Regions from separate parts of the Mus musculus genome. Here regions 2, 3, 4, 5, 6 and 7 are each linked to region 1. A link is a contact called in public HiChIP or PLAC-seq and promoter capture Hi-C data. All regions are on one chromosome and are shown on one strand. The core of a region is the stretch at or near the end of the contact, and the rest is flanking DNA. Distances in the headings are between cores, read along the strand shown. Region 1 holds the start of Slc1a2 (solute carrier family 1 (glial high affinity glutamate transporter), member 2). Region 2 has its middle 44 kb from the start of Ehf. Region 3 holds the start of Traf6 (TNF receptor-associated factor 6). Region 4 holds the start of Ehf (ets homologous factor). Region 5 has its middle 22 kb from the start of Ehf. Region 6 holds the start of Prr5l (proline rich 5 like). Region 7 has its middle 20 kb from the start of Commd9.

Region 1 (2,700 bases), core at 130-2,629:
TTTCTGAAGCATGAGCTTACTCTGTAGCCCACACCTGTCTCAAACATGAGAACATCCTACCCCAGCCTGCTAGGCACCGGCATTCCAAGCATACAGCACCACAGCTGGTTTAACAGAACAGGTTTTGAATGCAGTTCATTCAGTTACTTATTGAGAACGAAGGTGACCCCTCCAGTTTGCCACGCATGCAAAGAAGCGAAGATGTGGAGCATGGATGAGAAAGCCTCTGGGCTAGAATCCTGGAGGGGAAAAGAAGGAGAAAAGAAACTAGAATGCTGGAGTTCTGAGATGCTGCTCAGAGGAGCCTAGCAGGTCCCAAGTGACCTGCTCACACCTTTTGACATCTTTGTTTACACTTTTAAACCTCTCAGTAGAGTCTGTTTAATTCTTATCTGGGCCCTGCAGAGGTGATAGGTTTGAGTCCCAATGTCCAGCAGAGGAAAAGAAGGTTTTGCCTTTTAGGTGGCCACGGGGTCAGCAGGTGGAGGACCTGTAGGTGTCTGGTGTGTCCCAGTCCTCGAGATAATAAAAGCTGAGCAGAACTTGTCATTATTATGCAAAGCTGGGCAGGAGGCTTGGACTCTCCCTCGCAGAAGGCAGAAGCCCATCTGTCTTTGCACGCCTCCCCCCACGCTCAGAGGCCTGCTGAGAACTGAGCCCTGGGTGGGTGAAGGAGATGCGTCTCCAGCCCTTGGCCCTGGCGTGTGTGTGTGTGTGTGTGTGTGTGTGTGTGTGTGTGTGTGTGTGTGAGAGAGAGAGAGAGAGAGAGAGAGAGAGAGAGAGAGAGAGAGAGAGAGGGAGAGAGAGAGAGAGAAATTATGGCATCCCTCACACCCTGCTCGCCCTCGGGGAACCACATTAATATTAATCTAGACGAATGATTGAATGTCCGGGATTTATTCGGGCCCGGGTAAAGAAGGACCCGCAGCTGGGTCGCGTTTCCTTCCGGTCACCTGAGTGTTTCTGCAGCTCAGATTCAGTGGGACTTCTACTCTCAGAAGTGGTAGGATGTGGGTGGGTGTGCCGGCCTGTGTGATGTGAGCCCGAGCAGATGTCCAGGGAGTGATGGGGAGTGCCAAGGCTTCTCCAAGGATTGGGGACGGAGGGGCATCCCGGGTCTCAGCGCTTGGCCCAGCACAGGGTGACCCAGGGCCACTCAGACTCGAGAGGAAACAATAGCGACTCCTTAGACCCTGGGATCCTGCCACTGGCTTTCCAAAGCCTTCCCGGACTACCGGCGGTGCCTTTTTTTTTTTTTTTTTTTTTTTCTAATTTATGACTGGAGGCTGGTGGGGGAGGGACAACAGAAAAGGGACAACGTCTAAAGATGGGGGGCAGGGGCGACAGTTAAAGAAGTCGCCCCAGGCTGCGGCGCGGGTGATGTCAGCTCTGGACAAAAATAGAGAGGGATCGCCTGCAAATCCCCAGCTCCGGCTGGGCTAAACCTTGCAATCCCTCTTCGGCCGGCGCCGAGCCAGGGCGCAGCGGCCTCTACCGCCTCCCCCGGCGCGCACACACCAGCACACGCGCACGCACGCACACACTCCCCCGCACTCGCACTCCCGGTCTTCCCCATCCCGCTCGGTGCCGGCCACTCCTGGTACCGGTCTGCCCCGCGGCGAAGCACACAGACACGCACACACACAGGTGGCTGCTGGGAAGCGGGGAGTGTGTTCCTGCAGCCCTGCGGCCAGCGCGACCTCGCAGCAGCCGGTGCAGGATCCCCGCAGCGCCCCTCGGAGCGCTGGCCGCGAGCCGCTCACGGGACCGCGCGCGGTGGAAAGCCGGGACGTGGATTAGCGCCCGCAGCAGCCTCCCGCGCGCGCCGAGGCGCTAAAGGGCTTACCCAGGAGGGGGGTGCGAGGGCGGAGAGAGGCTGCCCGTTAAATACCGCTCTCCGCCGCACTCCGGGCTCACCCAGCTCGCCGCCACCGTCTCCAGACCGTGCCCGGGAGGAGGGGGCGTTCCCCACGCCATGGCATCAACAGAGGGGTGAGAGCTTTTCTGGGTGCCCATGGGGAAGAGGGAGCCGCGCGCGGGGTGGTGCTGCCCTATCCCAGATGGGGACAGAGAACTGTGACCCTGGACCCCTGAAACCCTAGCAGAGCGCTGGAGGTGGTGGGAAAGGGGTCTGGTTTCTTTGGTAGACTAGCTGTCTTTTGAGGACCGGGAGGATTTAACGGAAAGGGGTGAAAAAGTGTGAAAAGAAACCGTGGAGGTTACTTCAGAGATTTAAAGACAATAAAGAATTGTCCACGGAGCCTGCAGGAAACACTGCCTGGGCTGCAAGGAGGGGACCAGTTGGAATGAATGAGCCAGGATCAGAGCCGGGGCGGGGCGAAGAGAAGCGCACAGCCTTGAATGCTAGCTTTGGGCGCGCACGGGTGTGTGTGTGTGTGTGTGTGTGTGTGTGTGTGTGTGTGTGTGTGGGGTGATGATGGCAAGACCCCAGCCCAAGAGGTCTTTGCCTTTGGATATTAGAATTTCCCTGGCGAGCTGCAAGGAAGAGTGGAAGAGATTTGGGTGCTTCCCGAGAGGAGGGAAGGAAACCTGTAGCTTGGAGCAAGAGTTTCCAAACTATCTGGACTATCACTGGCATTTTTATTTTGCCTGTGGCCTTGGAGGCGCCCCTCGCCTCTTGAGGCTGCAGTTGGCATGATGATCATTTCTGTGGTAGGACAACTGTATTTAGCAAGGGGA
Region 2 (2,700 bases), core at 76-2,575, 600 kb after region 1:
AAACTATACTCTCAAAAGATCAAACCACAGGCTTTCAGCTTCTGGCCGCTGATGTTTTGTTCCTACCATGTCTTTTAGAGACTATATTTACCATAAGCCCCTCTCACCACCTATTTTAATGATGGTGTTAACTAGTACTAAAATAAAATTTAATAAATTTTACTAACAAATTTCAGTTCTGTAGATGAAAAGTCTAGTATCTGGAATACTTGTGCAACTTTCAGATGCACCAGCTCTGACCAGGTAGAACCCATGAGCCAGGTGACACTCGACACATAGAAGCAGGGTCATGTCGCAGTGGGTCTAGTCTGACCCAGGCATTGCTGAGGTCATCAGGCCTGAAGTCTCATTGCTACACTGACACTCTGGGGACCCAAGAGTCTCAGGAAAAGGCGATGTCTTTCATGAGTTTTGAATTTCAAATTATTATGTGTGCTTTTAAATTTTTTTCTTTATTATATGTGCTTGAGTATTTTGCATATACAGCACATGTGCCTGGTGCCTGTGGAGGTCAGAAGAGAGTGCCAGGTCCCTGGAACTGGAGTCATAGATGACTACAAACTGCCGTGTGGGTGCTGGGAACTGAACCCAGGTCCTCTGCATGAACAACAAGTGCTATAACCACCGAGCAATATCCACCCCCTATTTGTGGTTTTAATAAAACTCTACATTCAACTTTCAGACATGAAAGGGCAGCCTTCTCCAGAAACGTTATGCATGTCCAGAGATCCAGTGTTGGATGCATTTGCCTACACTCTCCTCCTGCCTCTCCAAAACTACACAGCCACCAGAGGTGACTCGGTGAACACTTCAGCTCCACAATCCATTCCAGGACCATGAAAAAAAGCCATTTCTATGATGTTTGGCTGAATCATGGACTGAATTCAAATGTTTATTCGTAAGTTCTAGCACTTTTTTACTTGAAGCAACTTCAGAGATGCTTGGTTCAACCCGTCAGTTTGCAGATTTGTAAACTACCATAAGAGAATTTCACAAACTTCCTAACATCAACAGTGGAGCCAGGACTAGAACCCAGGACCAGTGTCCTGTCTCTCCACAGTTACCTAACACTGATCACAGTTTGGCTGGTTCCCCCAACACAGTACTCATACCAGCTTAGCACTCTCTGCCTGTTCCTGAGAACCCAAAGCTGAGATGGTTACAACTCTGAGGCCTGTGTGGGCTGTGCTATGAACCTGTTTTCCCAGCCTGGCCACTGGAGATTATTCTCCTTTGTAAAGGCAGACTGGCCATCAATAGAGGCAGGGTGGTATAGTGGAACTGGATGTCAGGTGACCTCTGACACTGACCTACTATATGAGGTTGGAGCAGACACTTGACCTTTTCCTTGGGGTGTGGTGCCCTGTGGCAGCCTCCGGCAGTTCTTGTCACAGGGTTGTCATCAATACCTAATTGGAATTAGTCGAATAAGTGAGATGCCTTTTATTCCTCTTGTACTGTGAGGCTATGTTGTTCAGGTCTTCCTGCTTTCCCTGCAGGAGAAAGCTCAGTGGAAAGAGTCCAGAGTCTTGTAACCGTCGGCTCAGGTGAGATGTGTCCTCAGACCCAACCTGAGAGATCACCTCTGTTTTCCCAGGTCCGGCAGGGATCACTGCCTCTATCTAGTGTGAACGTACTGTTTGTTTTCCTTCTTCTCTTTCTGTTTGCTGTTGGAAAAGTCCATTAGTGTTGAATGACATGGCTAAACCATAAAGGGGAGAACAGTTGATGTGCTAATAATTCTTAGGTAAATACCATTTGTTATTGTCACCTCTAAGCTTTCCAGAGAAGTGGCACCATTTCTGGTCCTGGACCAAGTCCTCTTTTGGCTCTTTCACCAACCTGGAGAGGCAGGTTTGGAGAGAGAGTCTTGAAAGGATTGGTGAGCAAGAGGAAGGAAGAGTATGACAAAGAAGTAGGGTCACTGAAAGGTGCAGAGAGCAAGTGAAAGAAGAGCTGGACTCATTTACATGCCTGCTCACACACAAGCATGGCAGAGCAGAGAAGAGACAAGAGCTGACAAAGCCTTTCCCAAGCTTCATCTCTGAGGCCTCTGCCTCAGGGACACTGGAACTCTGCAGTTGTCATGTCCAGTGGCGCTAATTCATAACCTCTAGTTCCATATCAACCCTTTTAATCGTTAGCATGGGTGACCTTCCTGACTTGCTGTGTGGCAGAGGACAGTAGTTGATTATGACACAGGAAGGTTTGATGACATCAGCATTAAAACGGAGCATCCTTATGATGCTCTGGGTCAGGGATGGAAGGAATATGACATGACCAAGAAGATTCACGTTTGCCTAGAAGGATTTATCATTGGCAAGAAGGGAATGTGAACTTCCCGCTTAGCTAACAGCAAAGAAGAGAGAGAGTCCTATCAGAATAAGGCCCTTCACTTACATGTTCAACTGACACTGATGGTGTCTGGTGCTTAGCTTAGGGATACCCTTGCTCTCAGAAGGTGATGGTGTTGGGCCTCTTCTCTCTAATGACTTACAACCTAGCACTTAAAGTAAGCATTATAAATGATAAAATAATGAACTGAAAATGGACTGAACAGGTGTGCTTATGTATTTAGGAATAGACACACACACACACACACACACACACACACACACACACACACACATTCTCTGCAACCTATTTCTCTTACAGATTCACAATGTACATCAACACATTAAGGATTCTGAGAAACTAGAG
Region 3 (2,700 bases), core at 130-2,629, 980 kb before region 1:
TAGGAGGCAGAGGCAGGCGGATTTCTGAGTTCGAGGCCAGCCTGGTCTACAAAGTGAGTTCCAGGACAGCCAAGGCTACACAGAGAAACCCTGTGTTAAAAAACCAACCAACCAACAAACAAACAAACAAACAAAAACAAAAAGAAATAAACACAGAACACCTGATCTTTTTGAAAGCCTCTTGCTAAGTTCTCCCACATCAATTTTTTTTATTAGTTCACCTTGACAACAGTGTGTAAGGTACCACCCATGATGTAAACCTGTTCTATGATTTAGGAAGTGGAAGCTTGTAATGTCTGTCACGTGACTAACTTGCTCCAGAGGTCACACTAATAAATGAAGGAAATCCAATGCCCTGCCTTTTCTTTTCTCTGTGCCTCTCTCTCTCTCTTTTTTGTAGTGTGCGCATGTGTGTGTGTGTGTATGTGTATGTACGTGCACTTGCACACATGTGCATTATGTGCATGCCATTGTGTGCACTTGTAGTTCAGAGGACAACTTTTGGCAATAGGTTCTCTTCTACGGTGTAGGTTCTGGAGTTCCAGCGCATATCGTCAGGACTAAAGTCATGTTTCTTTACCCGCTGAGACATCTCACTGGTCCTTTACCCACCACTGACTTTGTAAGATGATCCCTTTTTGCATACCTCAGGAGTTTACTTATATAAGTGGAGGGGACAGCTATACGCAGAGTATTGCAATTCAACTTGCTTCCTTCTACTTCTTAAACTGCGTGATGAGCACACAGAAGCCTGGGTGTAGCTTTTTATACTCTTCATGCCTTAAACATTTCAAAGCACTTTTTAAAGGGGATAGAGGAAGAATTGAGTTTGAGTTGTACTAGATTCTTATGTTTGAAAGAATCCTTCTACTAAGATGTCAGCAAAAGATAGTATTATTGATATTTACTGCACATATTATTTCCTAGATGATTTTAAATAACTTATTTACATGTATCTACTTACCTTACCTAACAGCCTTAATACACAATAATACCTTTCATATCAGATGGAGAAGATGAGTCAAATTTTCAGATGAGGGTGAAAATCTTTTGGGCATCTATTGCATTGTGCCAGTTACAATCCGTAGATATTTGCATCCAGTTAAACTGAGAACTCAAAATAGCTCTCCCGTGACAATGTTGGAGAATGGGATCATGCAGATGGCAGCAATTGTGAAGAAATGTTTCATGCATGAGACGACTGTTTTGCACTGGTCCGAGGAAGGGCTACGTGATTAATGTAAGGTTCTGCCTATTGAGAAAACTTCTTTGCGAGGAAGGGCGGGGTAAGGCTTCAGCGTGGAGGACCACAGACAGGGGGCGGCCTCTCCCGCGGGGCCTCTTTGTCCCGGGGCGCGCTCCCCTCCCCTTGCTGCTCCTAGCGAGCTGAGAAGGCGGAAGCAGCGGCGGCCGCGGCTGGGGCTGAGGCTCCGGCCGTCGGCGGACGCAGCAGCCGCGGCCCACGAGCCGGGAGTTTGGCGTCGGAGCCACTTGGTCTCGGAGTGCCGTGTATGTAGGCGACGCGGCGCAGCCCGGGGAAGCCTTCCCAGTTGGTTGTGAAGTCTCAGCGTGTACGATCGGTGAGTGAGCGGCTTCGAACTAGAGTTCCGGCGGCCGCGGGCCCGGGAGAGTCACCCCCGGTTCCCCACGGGACAGGGACCTGTCGCCGCGAGCCCTCGCTTCCCACAGATAGGACTGGCCATCTCCACGTCCTCCCTCGGGTCCGGGACTCCGCCCCCTTGCCCCCTCTCGTCTGGGTAGCCCTGGGACCCCCTGTCTCAGCACAAAGCCACCTCTGTCCCTGTCGCCTGACAGGTGCAGGATGCGCCCACAGTCCTCCCACGAGCCGGAGGAGCCCTCTGTGCCCTCCCCGGGACTGCGGGTCTCCCCTGCTCTAGCCCCACAGGTCCTGAACCCGCCCCTGGTTTAGGAGCCTCTCCTGGCGTTTCTGTCGCCTTCCGGCACACGGCATCCCTCTCCCCAGCCCCTCTCTTCCTCACCTGGTGTTTTCCCCTGTCCGGGGAAGGAAATCGCCTGCTGGGTTTTCCCGTCCCTTCCAGCTTAAATTAAGAAAAGAAAAGAAAAGAAAAGAAAAGAAAAGAAAAGAAAAGAAGAAAAGAGAAAATCCCTTCAAACTCCCAGAGTGCAGGGGAAAACTTTTTGTGTGCCCTTTTAAATTCGAGAGCGGTTCTAACCTAAGCAGCAAGTTTAAAAAAAAAAAAAGTACGCTGACACCAATGTTCCCCTCCCCACCCCTGCGCTCTCTCGATTGTTCCAGACGCCGTGTTGCTAAAGCTGTTCCTAGTATTTGGCTTCAGGGGAACTCCGGATGAGACTTAGACTGTCTTTGTGTGTGAACAGAAAGCACCTAACGCTTGGATGTATAGGATTAGCTTGTTTTCTGAGAGCAGTCCGCTAGCCTGTGACAGACGTCTAGAAACGAGAACAATTTGTCACAGCCGAAGTATTATATTGGCTTTGAGACTTGAGCTGCTGGCCTTTCATACCTCCTTTGAGGATGCCGGGGTGGGGAGAGCTCTTTTTGGTTTTTGAAATGGAGGGTAAAGAGGTGTCATGTGACTCGAGGAAAGTGTTTGAACCAGTGGCTTAGCCACATGATAGATACAAGAATCATATTTGAGTTTCAGCCTTGATGCCCTGTATATACTATTTCAGTATTATAGCCCTGTTTTACTTGAT
Region 4 (2,700 bases), core at 97-2,596, 640 kb after region 1:
TCTTTATCTCTTCTGTAAAGAGAAATAAGAAACTTTATCTCTTCTGTAGAAATTGACTCTTCCCTGGACCTCAAGGAAAGTAGCGCCCAGCCATTCCGGATCCCTAACTTCTCCTTATCCATTGAAAGATATTGCCTTGATAAATCCTCACACCAGTGTCCACAGAACCAACTGGCGTTTCCATCAGAAATCTCAGACTCTGAACTCCCCCATTCTCCCTGAGATCAATGTGGAAAAACAATGGAGACACCTGAGGACTCTGAGAATTTTATGCTTCATCCAGAACATGTATCATCGCGCAAAGCAGATTTCAGAGTCCCAAGGAAGACAAGAAAATTAACGTGGTCTTGCCACTTCGTTGCTCTCATGAACCAACAAGATTCATCCCCCCACTGATCTCGGCTCTATCCACACTGAGACCAACACTTGTTCATAGTGTACAAACAAAATCAAAAGAGTCCCTGCATCCAGGACATTTGTTGCTGGTGAGTCATGTCTGCCTGTCTGGTCATAGTATTCCATTGTGGAAAAACAAAGGGTTGGTCTGTCCTCTTGTGATACGGTAAAAATCATCTACCTAAGTTGAGTTTTCTTTTTGCCTAGGATCATTTTTAAGGGTACCACCTGCCTAACCTTGACCACCTGACTCCTGCCGCCTTTGTGAATATAGATTCTTTTACCTATCTACACCTATTTCCTCAAACTGGAATACACTAAAGATGAATTGGCTTTTCCCTATAGCTCCTGAGTCAGAAGAAATATCAGTCAAGACACCTCTAGACTGTGAGACCATAAGCTCACCCTGAGCACTACCATCCCTTAGCCAGCCAGCTCGTCACTGAGCGACATCAGAGTCACCTGTCTCCGTTTGCTTTTTTTTGTCCCAGAGAAATCTAACCCAGGGATATAGCTCTGGCATACATACCACATGGGCAGAGAGAAACCGGGGGCTTTTAGACTCTCACTGATTGGCAGTCCAGACAATGTAGGGAATTCACAGATAACACTCACACAGGAGTAACCCAGCTGCTCTCACCCAGATAAACTCTAACAAGACCCAGTGGGGGAGCCAGGGGAACACAAGCTCTACTTCCTGCCAGCTGCCTCTGGTTTATTTTCACCTGTCTGCTTCAAGACAGCTTGTCTTTCCACCGAGCAGGTGTTTGAATCTCAGGTTCAAAAGAAGTTTAAAAGCGAGGACTTACCTCATTTACCTAAAGATTCTGGGTGGGAAGTCCTATGGCTCTGGTGATGAAGAAGAAGGCAGGAAGCTATCACACCAGCTCCTACCGAGATGGGGAGCCACGGCCTTATCACGTCTGAGCTCTCATCAGAGTGAAGATAAATGCATATGACAATAATTTAAAATCATTTTGTAGGATGTTAAGCAATAAGCCACCAACCGGGAATTCCCTAAGTCACTTCCCCCTCCTCTGATTGGCTGCCCGGCCCTTTAAAAAAATAAAATAAAGGATTACAAACATTGGCTCATTTGCATTTGGCCAACTCAGACGTTAGTGTTCAAACAAAACAGGTCTAACCAGGTTATGCCTGTGTCTCAAGAACAGAGGCGACCTGTTAATGGATGAGGAATTGATTTGGTCGTGACTGTACTTTTCAGCTTAGAGGCAGTTTCAGGTGAAAAGTATCTCGCTCCCCAAAAGATGCTCTGAGGAAGGGGGAATAGAAAAGCCAAGTCCAAGTCCCTGTCAAGCAAATGAAGGAAGAGGGCCTGAGGTGCTCTTAAACATCCGGCTCATTTTCTAACCCGTATTTAGTCCTCTGCTATGTCATCAAGATCTTTGCCCTGGCTGTGCAGGTACCCGGCGTGGAAGGAGCTTCTAGTTTCTAGTCCATTCTGTCTGTCTCTGGGCATCATGACCAACTCTTTGTAGTGACTCTTGACAATTTCAGAGGCTTTTCCCCAGTCCCAGGTAAGCACCTCAGAGGATCGGACAGCCCTGGAAGGGAGGGGCCACTGTGAAATGTCTTTGGGCAACAATCCTCAGCCAGACAAGGGCTGGAGGACCAGCTTGTCTTCCCTTCCCCTTGACTCTTACACGATGCATCGTACTGCTTATCAGCCCTCCCTGTAGGATCCAGAAAAGAGAAAACCAAATGCCAGTCTGAGCAAGATGTGAACTGCTGAGGGGACCTACGGATTTCACAGATCCCCACCCCCTGAGCTAAGGGTGCACAGGGAGTTTCCGATTCTTGCTTCACTGGGTCCCACATGTTTCTCCACCTGCACAGGTGAGCGACTACCCTGGCCAGGAAAAATACAATCCCCTAACCATTAACTTTCCCTTCTGGGTCTTCCTGGACACCAGCCTTCTATGAGCAAAGCATCCCCTGGCAGGTTTGTTGAACTCGGCGAGGCTCTTCTCCCTTTGTCGGAAGACAGGAAGGAGTTTGGCAAAAAGATTTTGTGATCACAACTCAGTTCCTTCTGTGGCAAAAAAAAAAAAAAAAAAAAAAAAAAAAAGTGTGTGTGTGTGTGTGTGTGTGTGTGTGTGTATGCAAAAGTTCATGGAAAAAACAAAACCCAAATGGTTGTTGTGCTGCTGACTGGGGCAGGAGCCAGCCAGCTTCAATGCTCTCTTGTACTTGTTGCTTGGTTTAAGCACCATGAATTCAGAGAAGTTCCAGGTTCAAAAGACAGAGGTGAGGCAAGGGTGGGTTTGGAGGGGTCTTTAAAGG
Region 5 (2,700 bases), core at 20-2,519, 670 kb after region 1:
TTTGCGGCAGCTGCTGGGAAGGAGGAGAGGAGGGCACTTTCAGGCTGTGCCAGCTTCCTTTGCCTCCCACCATGGGAGCTTCCAGCTGGCAATCATTGAGTACTTTTTCTTCCACTTGTAAAAGTTTTGGGGGTGGGGGTGGGGGTTATCTACAATATTCTGAAAAGGCAGGCAGTAACTTAAAAATTGAAGCATCTGTACTGGGTCCAGCTGATAGCATCAGCAAGGAGGTGGGGGACACTTATCAGTGAGTTCCCAGAGACATAAATTAAAAGCCCCTTGAGGGTATGAGATTGGTAAGATGTTGTGGGAAACCCTGGCAGGGGCATGAGCTGTGCTGCGATCCAGATATTACAGGTTGGCTCCTCCTCTGTGGCTGAGGGAACTTGTCTCTATACTCTCAGCGCCCTCTCAGTTTTCCTTGTCACTCAGCATCTTCCTTCCAGTGGCTCTCATTCATAGCAAGGCATGAACAGCTGTCAGCACCTGGATGGAAGTCTGGGATTTTGATTTCCCCAGAATTCAAGCCTCCGACTGAAAGCAAACCACTCCCGTGAGAGCATTTGGACACTGGCCATGGGAAAGAGACAGTTGAAAGAGCCCGTTCTGTTGTTTTGAGGTCAGGGGGGAACTTAGATGGGATTCCAACTCCGGGAGTCAGCAGCAACGTGACCTGAAACAGGACAGCAAACTCTCCACTTGTAAAGAGGGCTTATTCTCTTGAACACAAGTTAGTATATAAAGTTGGGGGATAATAGATAGGAAGCTCTTGGGCTTGCCTAACACCGCCAAACCCTCCATCAATGACCAGGATTATGAGCTGTGCAGCCCCTTCTCCTGACCTCCTAGGAGGGGCTGGCCACTCCCTTTGACCTCAGCCTGTCTGTCGTCTTACCATGTTGGCCTAGCCTACAAACAGTATCCTGTCTGTCTTTCTTTTCAGCATGAATCCAGTAAAGGCAGGTAGCTGACTGACCTATCTGAGGTTTCCAAGCCCTGTACAGAGCTGCATGGACAACTTGCCCTGTTTGCTCCTTGGGGTTAAGTCTTGGCTGAAAGCAAAGGGTCCTAGCAGAGACAAATCAGTGGCTGCCAACAGCCTATCAGCCAGGTTCTGCAGCCTCCAGGGACTGGCATGCTTTTTTCTCCCCAGTGAACAACCTCGGTTTGATCCTGGGGCTTTTCCTGGCATGCCAGGTCCTGGCATGTGTGGGCAGGGACTCGCTAAGCTCTGGGTTGGGCATTTTCTCAATTGTTTCTTTCTCTTTTTCTTATCTCTGGCTAGTTAGTGATTAACTGCACTCAGAAAGTTTCCCAGCCTCCCCAGGAGCACAGGTGGCCACTGGGTTAGAGAACCTGACTCAGACTCGGTTCTCTTTGCAAGACCAGGAGGATTTGAGGCACAACCCTGGGGAATCACACACCCTTTGGGGCTGGCTAAGGTCTAGAAGGTTTGCTGGGAAGGATGCAAGGATGTGGGTCTGCTGGTTCCTTGTGGGGTAGGCGGAGCTGAGAGATGATGACCAGGGTGTGGAAGACACGACCCATTCTGGAAGATGTGTGTAAACCCTGACCTTGGGTAGCTTCTATCTTGGGTTGCTCCTTTTGCAGGTGGCTCCTGTAGGTGGAGAGCAGAGCAGCCACTTGGTAGCAAGGTCCACCCCAGTGAGCCACAGAAGAGAGCCAAAGAAGCTCGTTTTCTCAAAAAGGCTTTGCTTTCCTCCTGTTTGTTCGCTTGCCCTGATCAAGATGGAGAAGACCCTCTGTTACCATCCACTTCAGCCTGGACTTGGGTCCCTTGGCTCATGCCCACTTGGCTCCTTTTCAGCTCAGGGTCCTCACCTTGGCTGTTCTCTCTCTACCTCATTTGTCTCCCCTATACTGGAGGACAACCTCCTCGTGCTCCCATGTTTCACTCTCAAGCTTCCCAGGCTGGAAAGGCAGCACCAATGCCCCAGCTCCACTCCCTGTGGTGCCTGTTTGTGCACTAAAAATATTAGGACTCCCTTTGCTTGGGAATTTAATGTATAACGTTTAAGCTCCCTGAGGACAGGTCTTTGTGATGGTCATAGCTGCAGCTACAGAGACTGCCAGAACCCCCTGGAGCCCAGAAAAGCTAAAAACATTTGTAGGATTGATGAATGAATCAATGGGCAACCTTCCTTGCATGCTCAAAGGGGTTCATTGCAATAAGAACTATAGTTCTAAATCAGAGATCCACAAACTATAGCCCTCTGACCAAATATAGGCTGTTGTCTATTTTTTTTTTTACACCTAATGTGCTAAAAATATATTTTACATTTTAATTGATGGAAAAAGTAAAAAAGATTAGTATTAGTAAATGTGAAAACCATATAAAATTCAAATTCCAGCATCCATACCTAAAGTTATACGGACACAAAAACAGCATGCAACCTCTGTGTGTCCTCTGTGGCCGCTTTCCACCACAATAGCAGGGTTCTGGACAGGCATTGTCCAGTCTGGGAAGTTGAGAATATTTCCCTCCAGCCTCTTTCCAGCAAATGTTTGCCAAGTCATACTCTAAATAATGCTAACAAAGGAGGCAGAGATGGTATCCACTCGGATACAAATTTGGATGAGGACAGGAAAGGAGAAGTAAAGTCACACAGAAGGAAGACATCTATTGCGTCGTACAGGTTTGTGTTCCATGTTTTACTTAGTCGGCCATCTCTGGGTACA
Region 6 (2,700 bases), core at 201-2,700, 860 kb before region 1:
GGGAAGCTGATGGGATGGAAGGCGATTGTCCAGGACCACTGTAGTCCTTATCTGAATTTGCATGGGCAAGAATTCCAAAACTCCACCCAAGTAAGGGATGCCTGGAGACGTTTTTCCAAGTGGGTCTCCGCAGCAGACATGTAGCTGAGCCGCCGCGCGTAAGCATCTCGTCTTGTGGGGCGCGACGCAGCGCAGTAATTGAAACCTTGCACACCGCAGGATTGCAGTGGCGTCTATAAATACTCTCCACTTTACTGCTGACAAGCAAAACGCGGGCTTCTGGCACCGCGGAGGAAGAGGCGGCGGTGGCATGTGATCCCCGGCAGGGCGCGGGTAGGAATCGGGGAAACCCCTACTGCCAACAAGGGCAGCACCCCAAAATCTATTCCTGAAGGATCCTTTGTAAGCACACCTAGTCCTTGTCGCTGTCCAGGCACGAACTCTGGGAACCGTAGTCTGGTCTAGAGGTGCGGGTCCCACAGCGCCCCCTGTGCGTAAAAACGCGCAGTGCGCACACGAGGCGCGCAGAGGAAATCCCGGCCCAACGCCCGGCGGGCGCGAAAGTCGAAGCGGAAAGGGGACACCGTGGGCGCCTGGCGCAGAGTCGCAGTGAACTGTCCCGAGCTTCTCACCACCACAGGCTAGGTCTCCCTCGGGCTGTCCCCTGGCTACAGTAGCCTGCCCAGCGCTCCGGGCCAACTGGTCTCCATCTACTACCTCGACTCTCACGCCTCCCTTCAAGAAAGAAGGGGACGGCTGAGAGGATGGGTTTTTCAGGCGAGTAGCCTCCTGAGCACTCATGACTGTAGATCTGCCCCTCTGGCCTTGGGAGGATGGTGCAGATACATTCTTTTTCTGCCTTCTAGCTTACTAGGGTCCCACGCTTGGCAGGATTCCCCCAAAAAGGGTTCACAGCGCTTCCTCTCCCACCGTGACCCACTACACTCAGGGCGGCCTGCCCCTTCCCTTACCCACCTCTTGGTAGTCTACCTCCCCGCCTACAGCATCCGATGCGGAGGTTCCTTAACCACGCGGAGTCTCCCCTCAGTCTCGCTGTCCCCGTGCCCCCACTCCCACCCCCAGATCACGCCAGGCGAGTTATTTTCCGAGCCTGCGAAGTTGCAGAATGATGACTTCAGGCCCTCCAGGGACTTCCCCACTCACCCCCTTGGGGTCCCCGGCGTGAGTCACCCGAGCCGAGCCGCGCACACCCACCGCTCGCCTCCGTCTCGGACTCTGAGCGCTCAGGAAAAAGTTTCCGGTGTTCCAGGGAAAGTTTTCTTGCTGGAGAGAAACTAGCGATTCGGCTGGTTCTCGCCTCGCTCGCTCGCTCGCCCTCCCCAGGTCCTCTCCCAGCTCTGCCCTACGCCGGGTCGCGTCCTGCCCAGGTTTCTCTCCGCCGTAGCTCTCAGAGTCAGGCTGGTGACTGTTTCCCTCCTCTCTCAACTTACGGCCGCCTCCTCTCCTCCTCCCTCTCCTCCTCCCACTTTTCCTGTCCGGTGCACATCGCTGTGGTTTCTCTCCAATGCCCCCGCCTCGCTTCACCCCCATCCCACGCCTCCTCTCCAACAACAAGAGTAGGCGGAAGACCCTGCGCTTAAATTCATTTCAACAATTTCAGGAAATCCAAGGTCGTGGTCCTAAAAAGCAGGGGAGGATGCTGCAAATCAGGGGAACTCTGCACTACCTTTCGAAAAGCCAAGAAGAGTTTGGTCTCCCACTGTTAAACCCGGGATGAGAAACGTCTCCAGGAGTCCAGAGGTGTTCGTGCGACCAGATACAAAAGGACTGGAGTTCTGCGGAACATTTCTGAGGCTGAGAGAGGTTTTGTTGCTGCTTTGGAGCGCGCACGCGCGAATGCGTTTTAAGGAAAGATTTTTCAAACCGATTCCACACTTGTTTGCGTCTCTTCCTTAGCGTTGTAAAACGAATTTAAGGATCTGGGGTTCAATTTTTAGGCGAAGGTTTCACGAACACGACATATCAGAATTGAAACCACAGAAAACCAACCAGTTCGAACATTTTAAAAATGTAAAATAACTTTGGAAATTCCTTGTTGTTGCTCGGTAGGTGCTAAGAATTTGAGCTGGTGGTGGAGTAATCAGGATCCTAGCACGATGGTGTTTAACCTGTTGGTCGAGACCCCTTTGTGTGGGGTGTGTGTGTGTATGTGTCACATATTAGATATCTTGTATATCAGATATACACACAATGCATAACAGAATTACAGTTAAGTGGTAGCAACAAAATAATTTTATGGTTGGGGGCAGGGGGGGGTCACCACAACATGAGGATCTGTATTAAAGAGTCACGGCCTTTGGAATGCTTAGAATCCCTGTAGCACTTTGGAGGTAGAGGAAAGAAGACCAAGAGTTTAGGTCATCGTGCTCTACACAATGAGTTCAATTTTTCATCCTAGGTTATATGAACCCATCTCAAAAAACAAACAAAACAAAACAAAACAAAAACCCTTTTCTTTAACATTTCTCTCTCTCTCTCTCTGTCTCTCTCTCTCTCCCTTTCTTTCTTTCTTTCTTTCTTTCTTTCAAGATTTATTTATTTTATATATGTGAATACACTGTAGCTGTCCTCAGACACCAGAAGGCATCAGATCCCATTACAGATGGTTATGAGCCACCATGTGGTTGCTGGGAATTGAACTTAGGGCCTCTGGAGCAGCAGTCAGTGCTCTTAACCGCT
Region 7 (2,700 bases), core at 99-2,598, 750 kb before region 1:
GTCTCTGCACACACACAGGCCCCCTGCCCAGGCACTGCTAGTCAAGCTCTCTGGCCTGCTGTTCACAAACTTCCAAGATGTGAGTCCAGTGTGGTGAGAATGTTACCACAAGCAAGGAACTCTTATTAGTTATCATTCCTTTTACATTCGTTTCTTTTGTTTCTGTTTAATTTTGTTTGTTTGTTTGTTTTGGATTTTCAAGACAGGGTTTCTCTGTATAATCTTGGCTGTCCTGGAACTCTCTTTAACTACCAGGAGGATAGCTCTGTGTGTGTGTGTGTGTGTGTGTGTTTTAAAATGATGGACTTAGTTTTATGTACATTGGTGCTTTGTCTTCATGCATGTCTGTGTGAGGGTGTCAGATTCTTTGGAACTGGAGTTACAGACAGTTGTGAGCTGCCATGTGGTTGCTGGGAATTAAACCCAGGTCCTCTGGAAGAGCAGCCTGTGCTCTTAACCACTGAGTGACCTCTCCAACCCCTTATGCTCTAATCTAGAAGCTATTGGCCGTCTAGAACTTTGAAGGTTTTCAAGCCATTAACCTGTTTTCAGCCTGTATCCACCGACTTCCAATCCTGATAATTCCTGAACATTCTTTTTGTTTGGTTGGTTTGTTTTTTGGTTTTTGGTTTTTTGTTTGTTTGTTTGTTTGTTTTGTTTTGTTTTGTTTTTCGAGACAGGGTTTCTCTGGCTGTCCTGGAACTCACTCTGTAGACCAGGCTGGCCCGGAACTCAGAAATCCGCCCGCCTCTGCCTCCGGAGGGCTGGGATTAAATGCGTGCGTCACCACGCCTGGCTCCTGAACATTCTTAACTGCATACTGATGACCTTTATACAATCCGATCTTCTTTGGTGCTCACATTTCTATGGTTTAATTCCCCCCACCTCTTTTTAAAGCAGTTTTGAGAAAAGAAAAAAAATTGCTAACGGCAGTAGTACAGGGATGGTGCCAGAGGACCCTAATCTCCACAGAGAGAGTTTGCAGGCCCTGAATGCTTGGGAAAGGCCCGAGTGGGCTTTCTCCCTCTGCCTGATCTTCCCCATTGTTTCTGTGGTCCTGCCGAATGCCTGCCTTTCTCCAGCCTCGTCCCACAGCCTGAGTACCCGGATGATGGGCAGTTCCTGTCGGTACCGAGTTTCCAGCTATAAAGTGATAGCCTGTCTCTGGGATTCATTTCATAAAAGATGTCACTGGTCACGAGGTCTTACTATCTTCTGAGGTGACTCAAAAAAACTAACTATAAGGCCTAAAATCCAAACAGGAAGGCAATCGCCGCCTGCTGCTCGGCTAGCTGCAGCTGGAACTTGCATGATAAGCCCAGCAGATGGCGCACTTGTTCTCTCGATCTCATCTGTCTTAGTAATGAAAACAAAGACCGGGAAAGGTGAGGTGGCAGCAGACCTCTCCCAGAGCCCGGGCTAGGGAGAGGCTACCTGTAAAAGAGGCCCTCAGATCCAGGCCTGTTATCTCGTTATCTCCTCAGGGCAGCAAAGGTTGGAAGAAGGAGAAGTGGTAGCAGGGACAGACTCCCAGGGACCCCTTTCAGGACTTTTCCCCTAATGCCCCGATGCATCTGCCACAGGCTAGTAAATCCAAGAATCTGTACCTTTGGACCGGCCAGACACAGCTTCGCCAAACAAGGTTTGTGCGCGGCAACCACAGGTCCAGGATTCAGCCAGCAGAGAACTTTCTGTACCATGGGTGGATAGTGGAGGCAGGATGCAGGTCTAGGGCTGCTTGAACTAAATCTCGATTTCTTCATCTGTATAAGAAAGAGATTAAGCTTAACTCTTCCTGACAGCACTGCTTGGAGGAGGTTAATTATGTATGAAGGTATCTGAGTCGGGGAGGGTGCCCATCCATGGCGGGTACATGTCTGCTCTGCGTGCTGCCTCTTCTAGGTAAGGCCCTGTGCAGAATGCCCCAGTTCTGGTGTGAAGGGGGTTTGCTGTGTTCTGACCCCCACCCCCATGGCTGGTGAGGAGCCCAGGTAACTTTCTGGACTTCCTTGCTTCGGGCTCAACAGCTTTCTCCTATTTCTGTTTTCTCCTCCTCCTCCTCCTCCTCCTCCTCCTCCTCCTCCTTCCTCCTTCCTCCTCCCCGTCCTCCTCCTCCTCCTCCTCCTTCTCCTCCTCCTCCTCCTTCTCCTCCTCCTCCTCCTTCTCCTCCTCCTCCTCCTTCTCCTCCTTCTCCTCCTCCTCCTTCTCCTCCTTCTCCTCCTCCTCCTCCTCCTCCCCCTCCTCCCCCTCCTCCCCCTCCTCCTCCTTCTTCCTGCTGCTCCCACTGTCTGACTAGAGTCTAATGGCATTCCCCTGCCCCAAATTCTTAATGGCTCCTTAATGCCCCAGAATGAAGGCTAAACTCAGAATTGATACTCAATGTCCTTCATAACCAGCTTTCCACCTACATTTTAAGCTTTTGGAACAAAATTGAAGAAATTGACTTAAATCTGAATTAACAGGGTAGAGTTCTGAGGATGGAGGGAATAGAAGTTGTTGGTAACAGGCATGGACGGGTCTGGCTACCAAGAATGGAGTCCCCCCTACTTCTCATATTATGTATTTTTTTTCTCTTGTTCTCTTACTGTGTCAGAAAGTGTCTTGCTATATAGTTCAGGCCAGCTTCAAATTCATGATTCTCCTGCCTCAGCTTCCTCTGAGGGTGTGGTGACCTGTCCTCTTGATGTGCCTTTCCTTAAG

The links. Promoter capture Hi-C pulls out the DNA fragments that hold promoters and counts their contacts. HiChIP or PLAC-seq counts read pairs in DNA pulled down with a chosen protein or histone mark. Capture Hi-C pulls out chosen DNA fragments and counts their contacts.
Region 2: a contact with region 1 is called in a promoter capture Hi-C map of liver, with 2.3 times the contacts expected there. The contact joins the enhancer-like site here to the promoter of Slc1a2 in region 1. A contact is called at or near these places in 6 of 39 promoter capture datasets (the 3T3-L1 cell line, the C10 cell line, liver and 1 more) and 1 of 115 datasets of contacts at active chromatin or transcription factors (pancreatic cancer cells).
Region 3: a promoter capture Hi-C map of hippocampal neurons shows a contact between it and region 1, with 5 times the contacts expected there. The contact joins the promoter of Traf6 here to the promoter of Slc1a2 in region 1. A contact is called at or near these places in 3 of 39 promoter capture datasets (hippocampal neurons, pre-B cells and second pharyngeal arch cranial neural crest), 1 of 115 datasets of contacts at active chromatin or transcription factors (embryonic midbrain) and 1 of 9 other capture datasets (embryonic stem cells).
Region 4: a contact with region 1 is called in a FOXA1 HiChIP or PLAC-seq map of pancreatic cancer cells. The contact joins the promoter of Ehf here to the promoter of Slc1a2 in region 1. A contact is called at or near these places in 10 of 39 promoter capture datasets (the 3T3-L1 cell line, the C10 cell line, the HPC-7 cell line and 5 more), 1 of 484 Hi-C or Micro-C datasets (bone marrow-derived macrophages), 3 of 115 datasets of contacts at active chromatin or transcription factors (embryonic forebrain, embryonic stem cells and pancreatic cancer cells) and 4 of 9 other capture datasets (adipose tissue, liver, macrophages and 1 more).
Region 5: a contact with region 1 is called in an HNF4G HiChIP or PLAC-seq map of pancreatic cancer cells. The contact joins the enhancer-like site here to the promoter of Slc1a2 in region 1. A contact is called at or near these places in 7 of 39 promoter capture datasets (the 3T3-L1 cell line, the C10 cell line, hippocampal neurons and 3 more), 2 of 484 Hi-C or Micro-C datasets (the MNK3 cell line and bone marrow-derived macrophages), 5 of 115 datasets of contacts at active chromatin or transcription factors (embryonic forebrain, embryonic midbrain, embryonic stem cells and 1 more) and 2 of 9 other capture datasets (liver and pancreatic islet).
Region 6: a promoter capture Hi-C map of pancreatic islet shows a contact between it and region 1. The contact joins the promoter of Prr5l here to the promoter of Slc1a2 in region 1. A contact is called at or near these places in 2 of 115 datasets of contacts at active chromatin or transcription factors (embryonic forebrain and neural tube) and 2 of 9 other capture datasets (embryonic stem cells and pancreatic islet).
Region 7: a contact with region 1 is called in a promoter capture Hi-C map of hippocampal neurons, with 8 times the contacts expected there. The contact joins the enhancer-like site here to the promoter of Slc1a2 in region 1. A contact is called at or near these places in 10 of 39 promoter capture datasets (the 3T3-L1 cell line, 3T3-L1-derived adipocytes, cranial neural crest and 6 more), 1 of 15 datasets of contacts at CTCF or cohesin (large pre-B cells), 8 of 484 Hi-C or Micro-C datasets (cerebral cortex, cortical neurons, embryonic stem cells and 2 more), 6 of 115 datasets of contacts at active chromatin or transcription factors (embryonic forebrain, embryonic hindbrain, embryonic midbrain and 3 more) and 1 of 9 other capture datasets (embryonic stem cells).

Annotation. Positions count from the first base shown.
Region 1 is chr2:102,657,310-102,660,009 of GRCm38.p6, forward strand. Slc1a2 (solute carrier family 1 (glial high affinity glutamate transporter), member 2) reads left to right here and starts at 1,380. Exons shown (of 11, transcript NM_001077514.4): 1 at 1,380-1,992. The coding sequence starts at 1,976. LOC115489466 (a long non-coding RNA gene) reads left to right here and starts at 1,999. Exons shown (of 2, transcript XR_003953884.1): 1 at 1,999-2,700.
Region 2 is chr2:103,257,691-103,260,390 of GRCm38.p6, forward strand. No RefSeq gene overlaps it. Among named protein-coding and RNA genes, the nearest start is that of Ehf, 44 kb to the right of the region's middle. Within about 2 kb of position 1,326, at least 6 of the 459 cell types and tissues checked have an H3K27ac peak or open chromatin away from gene starts, as enhancers often do.
Region 3 is chr2:101,677,041-101,679,740 of GRCm38.p6, forward strand. Traf6 (TNF receptor-associated factor 6) reads left to right here and starts at 1,380. Exons shown (of 7, transcript NM_001303273.1): 1 at 1,380-1,580.
Region 4 is chr2:103,301,850-103,304,549 of GRCm38.p6, forward strand. Ehf (ets homologous factor) reads right to left here and starts at 1,347. Exons shown (of 9, transcript NM_007914.3): 1 at 1,206-1,347.
Region 5 is chr2:103,324,257-103,326,956 of GRCm38.p6, forward strand. No RefSeq gene overlaps it. Among named protein-coding and RNA genes, the nearest start is that of Ehf, 22 kb to the left of the region's middle. Within about 2 kb of position 1,270, at least 42 of the 459 cell types and tissues checked have an H3K27ac peak or open chromatin away from gene starts, as enhancers often do. A contact at or near this core is called in pancreatic cancer cells, where this site is marked.
Region 6 is chr2:101,796,257-101,798,956 of GRCm38.p6, forward strand. Prr5l (proline rich 5 like) reads right to left here and starts at 1,451. Exons shown (of 9, transcript NM_175181.5): 1 at 1,216-1,451.
Region 7 is chr2:101,904,638-101,907,337 of GRCm38.p6, forward strand. No RefSeq gene overlaps it. Among named protein-coding and RNA genes, the nearest start is that of Commd9, 20 kb to the left of the region's middle. Within about 2 kb of position 1,349, at least 70 of the 459 cell types and tissues checked have an H3K27ac peak or open chromatin away from gene starts, as enhancers often do. A contact at or near this core is called in cerebral cortex, cortical neurons, embryonic forebrain and 3 more, where this site is marked.